Regions from separate parts of the Danio rerio genome. Here region 1 is linked to region 2. The links are chromatin contacts, called in public Micro-C maps. All regions are on one chromosome and are shown on one strand. Each heading gives the region's core, a stretch centred on a gene start, on an enhancer-like site or on the middle of the called end of the contact. The rest is flanking DNA. Distances are from core to core; before and after follow the strand shown. Region 1 overlaps mcf2la (mcf.2 cell line derived transforming sequence-like a). Region 2 holds the start of mcf2la (mcf.2 cell line derived transforming sequence-like a).

Region 1 (2,700 bases), core at 25-2,524, 120 kb before region 2:
TTAAACTTGTTGTTTTAACTAAAGAAACATAACTGCTAAAATATCTTACTTTTAACAAATTGTTTCTTATATTTTTGCTTTTATGTTAGTTTTTTACTCTTTATTTGACCCTTCAACTGACATAAAACAGGAAAATTTTATTTCTGACACCTCATCAACTGTAGCATGTGTTCCTTATTGAATTAAAATAGATACCCACTTTTTTGCAGTTTCCATTGATGACGTCGCCTTCTATAGACTTCTCTCTATGAGCTGGAATAAAACACATATAGCTTAAAACCACAAATAATCAACACAAAATCCACAGCTGCTACTTAAAAGAATAGTTCATCCAAAAAATACAATTCTGTTATCATTTAGGCCTAATCCCAATTCTACCACTTAGCCCTTCCCCTTTGTTTTGAGCGTTCACGTGAAGCAGCAGGAGTGTCCTGATTCTCTTTAGCTTGAAGGCGTAGGGCTGAGGGGAAGGGCTAGATACCCCTTAAAAGTTTTTCCAGGACCACACTCGAAACCAAACGGGTAAGAAAATTTCCCAGAATACACCAGCTACACCGGCAGCATGGCTGCACACGGGAATCAGGAGATGCACAAATTAGTATTTTTGTCATTTTTATGAATTTTTACAACAAACAAACACGTGCTTTAATACAATCATAACTGAGTTCATGTTTTACCGTTAAAAACAAACAAAAAACACTAAAATAAAAACTTTTGAAAAAATTTCGCCATATAATCCCTAATAATAAACCAAGTATAGCAGTCACACGACATACTTTCACATCTGACACTCAATGGCACTCGAATACCCAGTCTGAAAAGTCTAGTGACTGAGAATGAGATATACAAAAATAGAATTGGGATTGAGCCTTACTTGTGCTCCACTTGCTCCTAACCTGTTTAAGATATATTAAAGAATTGCGTAAAACAGCAGTCATTGACTTTTTTTAATCATACTATAGAATCCATGCACTCAAAAAATGTTCTTGCTGTTGGTTCTAACTAACTATCCAAAATCAACTGAATCAACACAACTGCTGAGTTTTTTTGGGGACAACTTAGTTGTGTTGTGTTCAATCTACTTTAATTTGTTTAAAGAATAAGTTAACTTTATTGATTTGTGATGGAACAACAAGAAAGACTTGTGTGGAACCCGGCATTTTTTACAGTGTGGATTCTGGTTTTGAACTATCCCTTTAAATACGACACACATTGAAACCCCTGCAGTTCTCAATTATGAACACCAGATGGCAGGAGTGTGAAATAAGTCTGCCATGTTTAATGTGCATGAGCGATCAGAAATAAGAATAGGCAGTGTGCAGGAGTGTGTGGAGTGGGTTAGTGGACGACATTGAGAGGACAAACATTAGCGCACTGCAGAGGACAGAAACCACCGCTCCACTGAATATACTGCTGTTTTAATGTGTTTACCTCAGCTAAAAAGGCTCAGCTCATGTAATATTCATTGAAGTTTATTAAGAGTTAATTCAGAAATAAATAAAGGGAGTAGCATAATTTAGCTATATGAAGAAGCTGTAATGAAAGAAACATTTATTGACCGTGCGTGAATAGCTTGTAATAAAAGTTAAAGAAACGATCCACTTTGGAATAGGCTCATTTTACAACTTGTAATGTGTTGTTACCACTTCTGAATCCATTTAGCCAATCTCCGGCTTTGCTGGGAGCACTTTTAGCTTAGCTTAGCATAAATCATTGAAACAGATTACACCATTAGCTTCTTGCTCAGAAATGACCAAAAAGTATCAGTAATTTTATGATTTACAGCTTGACTATTCTGTAGTTACATAATGTACTAAGACTAATGGCACTATTCCTGCTGCAGACATGGAACAGCAGCAAATTTCCTTGATTTTTACACCAGAATGAGAGTATAGTTTATAGACATATCGACTTAGAAAATGGCAACTTTCATTTTATGTCAGTCTAAATGCACAATGTAACTACAAAGGAATTAAGCTTTAAATAAGAAAATTAAAACTCGTTTTATTTTTGAGCGAGATGCTAATGGTCTAATCCGATTCAATTATTTATGCTAAGCTAAGCTAAAAGTGCTCCCACCAGACCCGGAGATTGACTGAATGAATTCAAAAACAGAATCACTCATCTGTTTAACTCTAGGGGGATTGTAAATTTACTTTTTTTTCAAAAATTTGTAGGGTTTTTTGTTTTTTAAATGAGACCTTTCTCTGTTTATAACAAGGGTTTCTGAATTCTACATACAGTATAGCCCCATTTAATCCTATCAGATATCTACAGCTGGCCAATAACACAGATTACAAATAACTTGGGTGAAAAACTGCTGAATAAATTTCACCCAAAGCGTTTGTGTCATGCCATAGAATCAAACATAAGCTACAAAATCAGGTTTTAGTGCTAACCTGGAGATGAGACTGGTGTTTTGATGATGGCTTCAGGACGTGGAGCGACAGGCTGCACGGGTCGAGTTTGTTTAGCTGCTAGCTTCTTCAGACTGACCCTTCTCTTCTCAAACATTTCCTGCATGGACAGCTGCTTCTGAAACACTTTGTCAACCTGATCCTGTTTGATCAGAGAGAAATCATTCATTTAATGCTTGCAAACTATTATATAGCACTGTATGGATCGTCATGTCAATTCAGATCATTCTAATGGATTAATTCTTTTACCCTGAAGTCTTGTGTGAGTACGGAATCATAGTCC
Region 2 (2,700 bases), core at 9-2,508:
CTCAGCAAAGCAGCAAAGATGAGACAGCAACACACTGACACACATGTACACTTAGGCTCTGCATCAACCAGGCAGTTTGTGCACACACACACACACACACACACACACACACACACACACACAGGTATGCGCATATGAGTAATGTTAAGGTCACTGTATTTACAACTCTGACAAAGGAACCATGACCTACAAACATGCATGTGCTCAGTTTGTGTAAGTATTCATGTGTGTGTGTGTGTGTGTGTGTGTGTGTGTGTGTGTGTATGTGTGTGTGTGTGTGAGTGTGTGTTTTACTGCTTTTTCTAACTACTTCTTTAAAATTAGCGGAATCAACACAATTATGGGTTTTTTGGGGGAGGACAACTTAATAGTTTTAATTGTTCAATTCACTTGAGTTTGTAAAAACAATTACTGTAAATTAACTTTATTGATTTGTGTTGGGACAACATGCAGGACCTCTGTGGAACCCAGCATTTTTACAATTTACAATGTATGGCACAGGTATTTACAAAGAGATGGTGAATTATGAGGACATTGCTGATGTCCTCATTTTTCAAAATGTCTATAAATCATACAGAATGAGTTTTCTTTTCTTCAGAAGGTAGAACTACAGTTTACTGTAAGAAGCAGGCGTAGAGTAATAGAAAATAGTATAGTTGCATAAAAACAATGAAAATCTATGGAAATGTCATCACAATTCACCAAGTGTGTGTACCTGACATTGTGGAGACCAAATGTTTAATCAAAAGAAACTAATACCAGTCATTTTGATTTTTTAGTCCCATAGTTTTTAGTTTTTTTTTAGAAAACATCTTTACAATGTGTGTGTATCACAGAATGAAGTATTTCAAACATGCGAGTGTCGTGTTTAGGGGGAAAGTAAAAGTAACAGAGGAAAATACAGTTAGGTATTAAAAAATACGTTAGTGTGTGGTAAGTCCCCATAAAACTTGAAACTCACCAGGTGTGTTGTCATATCCATGTCATATATGTCAAACAGTCATAATTTGAAAAAAAAAAACTGCATGGCATTTAATACACTGCAGTCATCATCGAATTCAAGGTCAAGAAAGGACATTTGGGTTTGTTCGTGGTTAATTCTGTATTTTTTCAGTCGTTATTTTGCAGACGTTTATAAAAATTAAACACAATTTGATATCGTCAAAGGATGAAACTACACAAATGTAGTAGATAGAATCATGGATGAGTAGTGCTGCATTACCTGCATCAAGACTGTACCTCGAGGAGCTCAGAACTCTGTGCTTGAGGAACGTGGCGACATCTTGTGTTCGACAAGCAGAATTACAAAATTACATTTGTTTTAAATTCCCAGAAGCTGAATAGCACTTTAAAGAAGAGAAACAATTCATAAAAGACAACAATGCTCAAACACAATATTGGACAAACATAAAAGCAAACAAAAAGCCAAGACTCGAACCAGCACAGCAAGAAGGTTTGTCACAGTTCTGTTGTTTAATGCTTTAATACTTCCCCCTCCATATTACATTCAAGGCTTCTAAAAGACATTAAAGCGATTACATATCGTAGTCTAAAGGGCACCTATGATGAAAATCAACTTTATGCTGTTTGGACAGAACTGATTAAAGTTGTAGTGTGTCCACTGTCATATTGGAGTGTTAGAAACCCAAAGAGTGTCTGTTTTTTTTTTTTTAATTCTTAACGTTACAATAGCACCCAAATACCAGTGATTTTGAGGCCCAATGCAACGGGAAGTAAGAGCGTGGTTTCCCCGCCCCACCAAATTGATTGACAGGCACCATGTTTCTATAATAACATGTGTACACATCCAGTCCACAGAACCTTTTTTTTTTTTGCAAAGAAACTGGGATTAAAACATCTATTCCAACTCTCTGTGATTTTTATGTTTTATAAATTTAAAACGTTTTAAAGCAGAGCATGATTGTTTCAAGAATCAGACAGAACTGTTCCGGTTTCCCCCACTGTCCATAGACATGCGGTAAAGGTTAATTGGGTAAGCTAAATTGTTTGTAGTGTATGAGTATGAATGAGTGTGTATGAATGTTTCCCAGAGATGGGTGTTGCAGCTTGAAGGGCATCCGGTGCGTAAAACATATGCTGGATAAATTGGTGGTTCATTCCGCTGTGGCAACCCCAGAATAATAAAGGGACTAAGCCGAAAAGAAAATGAATGAATATATATATATATACACACATACATACAACAGTTTGGTTTGGGTCTTGATTTTGATTGGTTGATATATTCTGCCAGTAAAAGCATTTGTACCGCTTATATTATACAAATATTGCAGCTGTTGGACAACATCATGTACTTTTGAGGCTTTTTTTGGTCAAGAATATAGTTTAGATTGCAACTATGCAGTTCATTTATAAGGATATTCCCTATTTTGAATATTTATAATTTCTGAGACAGCGCATTGGCAGCTATTAGCCTGCTATACTGAGTAGACCAAAGACGGTTGACGTTGTCTATCCACAAGATGGCAACAGAGACCACATAATAAGCCTTTAGAGGAGACAAAATACAGCGTAATTTTAAACTACAGCTGATTAAATCAATATTAAACTGATAAGTGATATTTTAAGTCGATCTCTCACTTTTGCATGTTGTATTGCTGTATTCATACCATATAATTGTAGTGTAATGAGTATGAGACGGGACTCGCATATCAGGAACGTGTGTTGTGTTGGCAATGTGCG

Evidence for each region. A called contact is a pair of places that touch in the nucleus more often than the background predicts.
Region 1: a contact with region 2 is called in a Micro-C map of caudal fin, with 9 times the contacts expected there. The contact joins the enhancer-like site here to the promoter of mcf2la in region 2. A contact is called at or near these places in 4 of 18 Hi-C or Micro-C datasets (caudal fin, embryo, hematopoietic stem cells and 1 more).

The regions. Positions count from the first base shown.
Region 1 is chr1:49,876,250-49,878,949 of GRCz12tu, reverse strand. It overlaps mcf2la (mcf.2 cell line derived transforming sequence-like a), which reads right to left. Exons shown (of 30, transcript XM_073954173.1): 13 at 2,667-2,700; 14 at 2,400-2,559; 15 at 200-252. Among named protein-coding and RNA genes, the nearest start is that of cab39l, 28 kb to the left of the region's middle. Within about 2 kb of position 1,274, at least 8 of the 62 cell types and tissues checked have an H3K27ac peak or open chromatin away from gene starts, as enhancers often do.
Region 2 is chr1:49,757,452-49,760,151 of GRCz12tu, reverse strand. It overlaps mcf2la (mcf.2 cell line derived transforming sequence-like a), which reads right to left and starts at 1,258. Exons shown (of 30, transcript XM_073954173.1): 1 at 1,223-1,258. The coding sequence starts at 1,228.